Linked DNA regions of Rattus norvegicus: all the other regions are linked to region 1. The links are chromatin contacts, called in public Hi-C maps. All regions are on one chromosome and are shown on one strand. Each heading gives the region's core, a stretch centred on a gene start, on an enhancer-like site or on the middle of the called end of the contact. The rest is flanking DNA. Distances are from core to core; before and after follow the strand shown.

Region 1 (2,700 bases), core at 28-2,527:
GGTTATAAGGACATTTCCTGAGTGCTATTCGTGTCTATGAGGCTGCCAATGCGGCGGGATACCCAGGAGAGCGTTTAGCTGACGACCCGCAAGAATACTCCTGAAGTGTGAAACGTGCACTACTGATTCTAGCTTCCCAGCCTCCAAGAGCCTCCCAGTTCGGTTTGGATGGGTTCCCATTTCCATCCACAGCGGTGGTGCTACACCAAGAGGAGAGGCTTCTGTGACGCCGGATATCTAGACTGACTTGGACTCAGATCCTGGAGCCTTGTGGATCCTTAATCCAGAAGTTTACCTGAGAGCTTTCACTCTGGGACAAATTCACCATAAACCATAGCATCAAAACCATGCTAGGCGTTGTTGCTTCCTAGGCTCCCCGGTACCGACTCCATCTTTTTTTTTTTTTTTTTTTGGTTCTTTTTTCCGGAGCTGGGGACCGAACCCAGGGCCTTGCGCTTCCTAGGCAAGCGCTCTACCACTGAGCTAAATCCCCAACCCCGTACCGACTCCATCTTAATCTTGGCTCACCCTCTCACCCCACCATCTCTCGGTCTGCCACGGTGACACCTCCGGAGTTTCCCTGAGGCTCTCTCATTTTTCCTCGCTCATTCCTTTCCTGAACATGTGTCAGTAACTGGTGTCTGGGGACCTTCTCCACTCTCCCAGTTGGAGGGCTGGTTCTTGTTTATCTCTAGACATCGTTTCTAACAGAGTGTGTGGCACAAATGCCTGCCTACTTAATATTAACTGAATACAGGAACCAAGAATTTGAGACCTGTTCACAGTTTTCCAGAACACGAGTCGTAATCATACTACTAAACGCCAAGATAATATCACTGTCCACGGTTCCAAGATCTAAGACAATATGGCTACTTTGTTAGTCACTTCAGTGAGAAGAACAGAGCTGAGAAGTCTGCTCTGCCCAGTGGATTAGGTTTCCTGTATCCTTTCCGCCACTCAACAGTGTCCTGGTCTTGGAAAGCAAGAGTTTCTTGTTCCTCTGGTCTCTCCATTTACAAAAAGAGCAGGCTGGAGTTTAGTCAGGTGCTGTTTCCCTTTTGAACTTTCTGACGGATAGAAACAAGGTTGCCTAGCACCTAGAGCGCTTCCCCTCCCTCCCCAACGCACCTCCCTGCTCAAGCTGGGTTGTCTTAGTGCCCCAGAAGGCAGTGGCGGGCTTCTTGGGTTCTCCACCGGCTCCCTGCGGCGCCGCTAGCAGACTCTGGGTGACTCCATCCGCAGCACCCTGAGGCCAAGGCCACCGCCAAGGCCACCACAGCCGCCCTCCGCTGCGTCAACGCCAGCGTCCTCACGCGCCGCGCCACGCCACTCCTGCTCCCCCCGCGGGTTCCTGGCGCGCGCCAGCCAGATTGCACCGCCGGTCTCTGGCCCGGACTCCAAGTCTTTGAACCTCGCCCCAGACCCACACCCTTCCTGCCACCCAGATCCTCCACCCATGCATCAGGTATCAGATCTCCGGATCCTCAGTGCACACAACAGGATCGACCCCCACCCCCACCTGCAAGGAGTCCCTATCTTGGGGACCAGTCACCTGACACTGAAGCCCTCCAAGCTGGCTGAAGCAGACACACTAATTGTCTGGTCACAGCTCAGCCCCAGTCCAGTGCCTGCTTGGTTTCATTCTCCCAGCAACCAGGACCTTGCTGCGACAAACTTATATAAAATATATTTAACAGACTCTGGACATGCTAGGTGCTACAGCTTTAAGATTGGCTTGTCTTGTCAGGCCGGGTGCTACAGATTTTAGGCTGGCTTGGCTTGTGCAGAGCCCAGAAATGTTTATGTATAGTTGTCATGGATACACAATATGCCACGTTCAAGCTGGATGCTGATTCCTTATGGGACAAACATTTTTTTTCCTCCCTCTGCTCTGCACCCCAAAGAAACATCTCCGTCTTTGGCTCAACAAAGAGTGGGAGATGTGTTGCTTCAGAAAAACCAATGACTCATACACTCCTGCGTGGGTGCACACAAAATTGTCCCTCTTAGAATGACCCAGAACCCAGGAGCCAGAGAGGACACACTGACAAAAATCAGCATAAGCATGGAGGGGAGGAGGATGAGATAGGGAAAATGGGGATCCAAAATTACCTGGCTTGGGATGGGAAGGAGCTGGCCTTCATTAAGAAGCAGAGGCAGAGTTCCCTCCCTTGTCCTGACCTGAAAAGTCCTGGATCTAGACAGATAGGTCCTTTCTCAGCTTGACTCCTGACTCATAACACAGCGATCCTGCCTTTTGAGGCCAGACAGACCAACCAGGCCAAGACCAGCAAAACAGCCACTGAGGTTAAAAATAGAGCTGTGGATGGCGAGGATCCTCTTTCTCCGGGCTTAACAGAGTGCCCAGGAGCTCCAGCAGGCTACATAGGCAAAGAGGGGCAGACTCTCAGTGAGCTCTTCTGAGAGTCTGCTAAAACTACTCTTGGTCTAGATTTGTGCACTGGTAGACATCGGATTTCAACCGAAAGACACCTCCACGGAAGAAAAGCTTGTTAGCGGCTAGGTTTGAAGTGACAGTCACATGGGGAAAGGCAGCTGCTTTCATAAGGGTTGTGGATGTGGATTGGTTTCAGGGATCTGCAGCTCAGGGTCCCAGGTGACGCTTTCTAATCAGAGCACTCAAAAGGCATCAGAAGCATCTGGAACCTTCAAATGGCATTGTGGGTAAGAGTACTTGAG
Region 2 (2,700 bases), core at 106-2,605, 290 kb after region 1:
TTCACACAGGTAAGTATGGCAGAACCTGGATGTCCTTTCTAGGTCTTACAAAATAATGTGAGGTTTCAGTGATGAAAATTCAGGTAAGAAAATTAAAAGGACTCGATAAGATCACAGGCTGGGATAGAGGACAGTTAGTTCACCATTGTTTCTAGGGGTCAACGGGCCTCCTTCAGTGTGTGAATCACGTGAACATTAAAATCACATCTGCCATTCGCTGTTGACGAACTAGATTTGGACCACAGTAGTCTTGTCGTGAAAGCCCTAGTTCCATTGGGGACGCGGGTGTGGGTGAGGGGCGAGTCCTTGAACTCATCGCTGTCCACCAACATCCTGTCATTCCGGTCTGGCTAACAGTGAGTGCTCAAATTCTATTAGCCAAATGGGAGACTCTTTCCCTTTCCCACTCTCATCTTCCTCAAACCCTGGGGCAATTCATTGTTTTCCTTCCCCCACCTCCGCCTTTGGATCCCTATCTGTCTGAGAGCAGGTTGGCTCTCACTAAGGCACTGTGTGTAAAGTTGAATCAGTTGTAATCCAGGCAAACTAATTACTAAGGGCAAAGGTAAGGATACTTGAGTGGTTAATTGGAAGTGCCTAGACGCGGCAGGATTGGCATCTCTTCTTGATTCGCTAATTTTACCATTCTTGGCAATCTAGGCGACAAAGGACAGAAGGTACATTTTATATTTTTCCACCATCTAAAGGTACTGAAGTTCTTGGAACGGACGTTGGAAACGCGCCCACAGACACGTTCTCGCCCGGGACACCGCCCTAAGATCAGAGTAGGGAGACTCCTTTCTCCTTGGATGCGCTTGGCAAGCCCTGCCCCTAAAGAGGGGCGGGGGCGGAGGTGGAGAAAGAAAGCATCCACACCACGCGCGTCAGCCGGAGTACGGACTGGCAAGTGATCCGGGCGCGCGAACCTCTGCCATTTATTTATTTATTTTTCTCCCCACCGGGTGCGCTGTCCCTTTAAATGGGAATGCTGCTGCTGGCTCCGTAACACCGGAGCCGGCAGCTTGTTGATTTCGGCGCTGGTGAATTTCACATTGTTTCCACTTCACTTTCCTTGCCCCGGGGGAGGCTCGGGTCGGCTCCCGGACGCCGCCGCAGATCCCGGGCAGGGTTCGAGGAGGCCAGGGGCCCGCAGCGGCGCAGCGGGCGGGGGCGGGAGGACCGGGGGCCGGGACCACACGCTCACCTCGCCGCAGTCGGGCTCCTCCCGCGAAGGAGCGCGGCCGCCTGGAGCGCAGCGCGGCGCGGGGCCCGCCCAGAAGCCAGCCCGCCCACGGGCCGGGCTGCCCAGCCGCGCCGGGAGGCCGGGCCGGGGTGGGGGGCGGGGGTGGGTGCCGCGGCCGCCGCGGAGCCGCCGCTCGGCGCGTTTTGCATGAAGATGGCGGCTCCCACCGCCAGCAAGGCAGCCTCCATGGGCTGCAACAACAAGCCTGCCTTCCCGGAGCTGGATTTCAGGTCTGGAGCTCGGGTGGAGGAACTGAACAAACTCATCCAGGAATTCACCAGGCACGACCAGCGGGAATACGACGACCAGAGAGCGCTGGAGATCCACACTGCCAAGGATTTCATCTTTTCCATGCTGGGTAAGGAGAACGGGGAGGATGTGTGAGTATGCGTGTGCGCGCGGGTGTGATGGAGCGGGTGGGAGCTCTGGTCCCTGCTCTGGCGTTTGCCCGGGGTGTCACCCCTGGTTCCGTGAGGTCCCCTTTCCTCTCCAACGCCAGCGCAGCCGCCCCCTCTGTTCCTGCCTGCTGCGCTGGACGCGGGGTGCTCCTCCTTCCCGATCGCCCGCTCTTTTGTTGGTTTCTCGGCCCCGGGGCTGGCGGGCAGGTGAGGCGGCGGCGGGATACGCCTCCGGGCTCAGGGAGTCTCCGAAGCGGCTTGAGCTAGGTGACACCGGGTGCCCTGCAAGCCCGGGCGGCCCTGGCGGAGGCCGACCCGTGCCGGAGCGACAAGTTGCTTCTGCCGTGGTTGCGGCGCGGCGCTGTCACGCCGAGCCCGGGGTGGCCAAACTTGTTGGGTGTTCCAGAGTAACCCGCGGAAGTAGTCCGGGCGCCCGGAGTTGCCTGCAACTTTGATTTGCAAATCGACTTCCCTTCGAAAGGGTCGGAAGCATTTCCGGTGCTTCTCCGGGTTGTTGCTGAGCTCGGAATTCCTAATTCCTTGCTGGAACATGACCTAGCTCAGAGCTCTGGCCGCGGAGGAGCGCTGTCCCCCTCGTCTTTGTGTATTGTCCTACTGCTGGCTAAGAGGTGCTCAAGTTTCCCACTCCCAGCAACCCTGGGTTAGAAAAATTTCCCCCACCGTATTCCCCGGTTCTTCACCTACCGGTCTGGAAAGGTAAAGAAAAATAATGGGTTCCAGGGATCCAACCCCATCCCTGGCGTCCTGCAGTGAGATTATTGCTTCTGAGTTGTAGAATGAGCATCCGCTGCTGGGAGCCTCGAGTGTAGCGCTATCGTGCAGCTGTGGTGGCCCCATGGTTTACATTCAGCAGGGCTGGACTGGAGGAGCCGTGCTCCAAAGGTTTCCACAGTCAATTTTTCAGATAGTGATAAATGTGATTGACAAAGGCCTTTTAACTACAGGACAGAGTCTTTGCATTCTCTTGGACTCTAACGAGATTGTAACCGGCCCACTGTTGCTGTTTCTCCATCGGGGTACCGTATTCCCTCCAGATTT
Region 3 (2,700 bases), core at 75-2,574, 380 kb after region 1:
TATGGAACGTTATGTTAGCCCCTGCTCAGTGCGGATGAACTGTAGCTCCACACTAGGCTTTTCTAGTCTCTGGGGTTGCAAAGGCAGAGTTACGAATCAGGAGGTGTCTAGATGATCTGAGGTAGACCAGTAGGCCGGTTGAGCGTGATGGTTTTAATGTGTCTCTCGGAGGCCTCTCTCTCTACCAAGCATCCTATTGTCCACAGCTTTTAGGGTTTGATGACTTTGGAGCCTTGCACAGTTAGTGAATGATGGAGCACAGGTGCCATCTATTGGCAGCGACTGGGACTCTGACCTCAGCTCCTGTGGTAACCATCACAGTCCTTGCTAGGCCTGAGGGTTGCAAAGGGTACTTTGAACTGTCCCAGAGTAGAATTTTTATCACAGAACAAGAGGTGCTGCCCCCAGCTCTAGACTGTTTCACAGCCACCACAGTCCCAGGCTCCTTTGTCTGTCTGGAGCCTTTGCTTGGGCACATGGACTAGACACAGTTTCTTAGGGACAAAAGGACAGCATGACAGCATCAGGCTGTCACCTTCATTCTAAGTGCCTTACCCACCAATTTCATCCTCTGCGAAGACAGCTATCCCAGGAAATGTGGTCTGTTTATTCGGTTTATGTCTACTCAACTTCCATTGTTTGGTGATACACAGGTTTTCAGACAGAGGGGAGCCAACACGTAGTTGCACAGTTAATAACTAGTGGACAGGGAAATGGAATGTACATTTGGAATTGGTTCCATACACTTCAGAGGGGAGGGATGGTCCAAGCCAAAGCAGAAGCTAACCTCCTTAATCTCACACACACACACACACACACACACACACACACACACACACACTCACTCTGAAGGCCTCATCCTCCCCTGTTCAGTCCATACTTAAGAATGACCTGTATACCAAAGGCAGACACAAGACCCATACCTAAGGAGGACACGGGCTCATCATGGCTCTGAAAAGAGATTCAGAAGAGGTGGACCAGCAGAATTAGGTAACCAGCAAGGCAGTGAAAAAACAGACAAGACGAAAACTGTAAGCACACTTGCTGATCTGAGAGCCCAGTGACCCTTGGGGGCAGTTTTGCATAGATCTTGTTTTATAAGGCATAGAACAGGGACACATTATACATATACATTATACATATAACTGGATATAACAAGTAGGCCATTATTGCTGGCCTGTAGGGCTCTTGTCATGGTCAGTTGGGCCTCTGAGCTGGGTCCGTTCATCGCTAAGAACACGGCAGAGAGCAGCTGAGCCCATCATCAGAGAAGGAAGTAAAGCGAGCAGAGGTCTGTGTAAGTGGAGAGGGGCAGACTCTCCGGGACGCTATGGGAACCCATCGTGGTGTCACAGCTCGGGCCTTTGGCCAGATTCTGCTTCCTCTCTCACATGGCTAAGGACTATGCCCAGAGCGCCCTTTCTCCATGTGCCCCTGAACTTTCAGGTCTTGTTTGGATCAGTGGGTGGCACTGGATGTAGGAAACTGTCCCGCTGTAGGAATTGCCTGTCATAGCTGTAGATCGACTGGGGGCCAGGCTGGGACACAGTAGGCCATCAAGAGCACCCCTCTCCCAAGCTCACACACACTCAATACTGTGTCTTGTCTTCACACATACATATTGGAGAAAAAGTAAAATCAAGTCTATAGTAAAAGGCTGGCTGTGGCATTGTAGGGTCATTATCCACTAGGTGTCTCGAAGTGTCTGTGGGTGATAGCATGTTACCCTTGGGCTGTGCTTTAACGTATTGTAGCATAAGACGAGATAGCAAGTGATAATTGGCGAATATGATTCTCAAAACATTCTTCACCATTGCATATTATTCGAAAAAACGTCCACAGTAAATTGACGTTAAGACTAGGTCTTTGACTAGCCAATGGTAGTTTTAAATTTCTTTAGAGGACCCTCTCTCCCCCAACCCCAGACTCACATAGCCCGGAACTCAGTCTACTGACCCAGCCTCTGTGACGGGGTAATGGTAGAGCTACCGATAGGCACAGTGGCACACCTGGCACTGCTTCACCAGCGCGGCTGCCTTTTAGATGAACGTGACCTCTTTGCCTAGGTAACATGGGATATCCTGTTCAGGCTTCCCTGTTCTCATCCTTCCAGTCTCCTCCTAGTGTCTGTGTGGCTTCCTTTCCTTCACAGCACCTAGAGGAGCCTCCTGTTTTTTTTCTCCTCAGAGTACCTGACTGGGGTTGTGTACTCAGGTATGACCGTGTTAGACACTGTCCACAGAGGAAGAAGGCTGCCTTCCAGAGCTGGGGCAGGGCTTCTGTGTGGTTAGCTTTGGGTAATCTGACACCTAGCCCAGCTCTTTAACCAGGTGGTGGAAGCTTCGAGGTTGGGGTGGGGGATCTTTCCTATGACCCCTGACTCATTTACCTCGTATTGTTGATTTTCTAGGCATACATAACTAACCAGGTTTTTTGTTGTTGTTTTGTTTTGTTTTGTTTTAACTTATAAGCTGATTGAAGAAGTAATCCTCCATCTCTTTTCATTTTGGGGTAGACAAGTAATCTTACTGTAGTGTACTGTGGTAGCCTTTTAAAGGCTTGAACATCTGCGAGTGTTTGGTAATAGCAAAAGTAGCATGGACTAGGAGAATGGGGAGTCAACCTGAGTTTAAATCCCTCTTAAACTCCCCTCTAAAAGCCAGGCACAGTTTCCTCCTCTGGTGTCCACTTGATTTCCCC

Evidence for each region. Hi-C and Micro-C count contacts between places; a contact is called where the count stands out from the background.
Region 2: a Hi-C map of psoas muscle shows a contact between it and region 1, with 1.8 times the contacts expected there. The contact joins the promoter of Mb21d2 here to the promoter of Plaat1 in region 1. A contact is called at or near these places in 2 of 12 Hi-C or Micro-C datasets (frontal cortex and psoas muscle).
Region 3: a Hi-C map of psoas muscle shows a contact between it and region 1, with 3 times the contacts expected there. The contact joins the enhancer-like site here to the promoter of Plaat1 in region 1. A contact is called at or near these places in 6 of 12 Hi-C or Micro-C datasets (the A7r5 cell line, the Rat2 cell line, frontal cortex and 3 more).

Annotation. Positions count from the first base shown.
Region 1 is chr11:85,039,689-85,042,388 of GRCr8, forward strand. Plaat1 (phospholipase A and acyltransferase 1) reads right to left here and starts at 1,278. Exons shown (of 4, transcript NM_001105871.2): 1 at 1,129-1,278.
Region 2 is chr11:85,329,171-85,331,870 of GRCr8, forward strand. Mb21d2 (Mab-21 domain containing 2) reads left to right here and starts at 1,356. Exons shown (of 2, transcript NM_001109056.2): 1 at 1,356-1,601. The coding sequence starts at 1,391.
Region 3 is chr11:85,418,132-85,420,831 of GRCr8, forward strand. All of the region lies in intron 1 of Mb21d2 (Mab-21 domain containing 2), which reads left to right. Among named protein-coding and RNA genes, the nearest start is that of Mb21d2, 89 kb to the left of the region's middle. Within about 2 kb of position 1,325, at least 3 of the 93 cell types and tissues checked have an H3K27ac peak or open chromatin away from gene starts, as enhancers often do.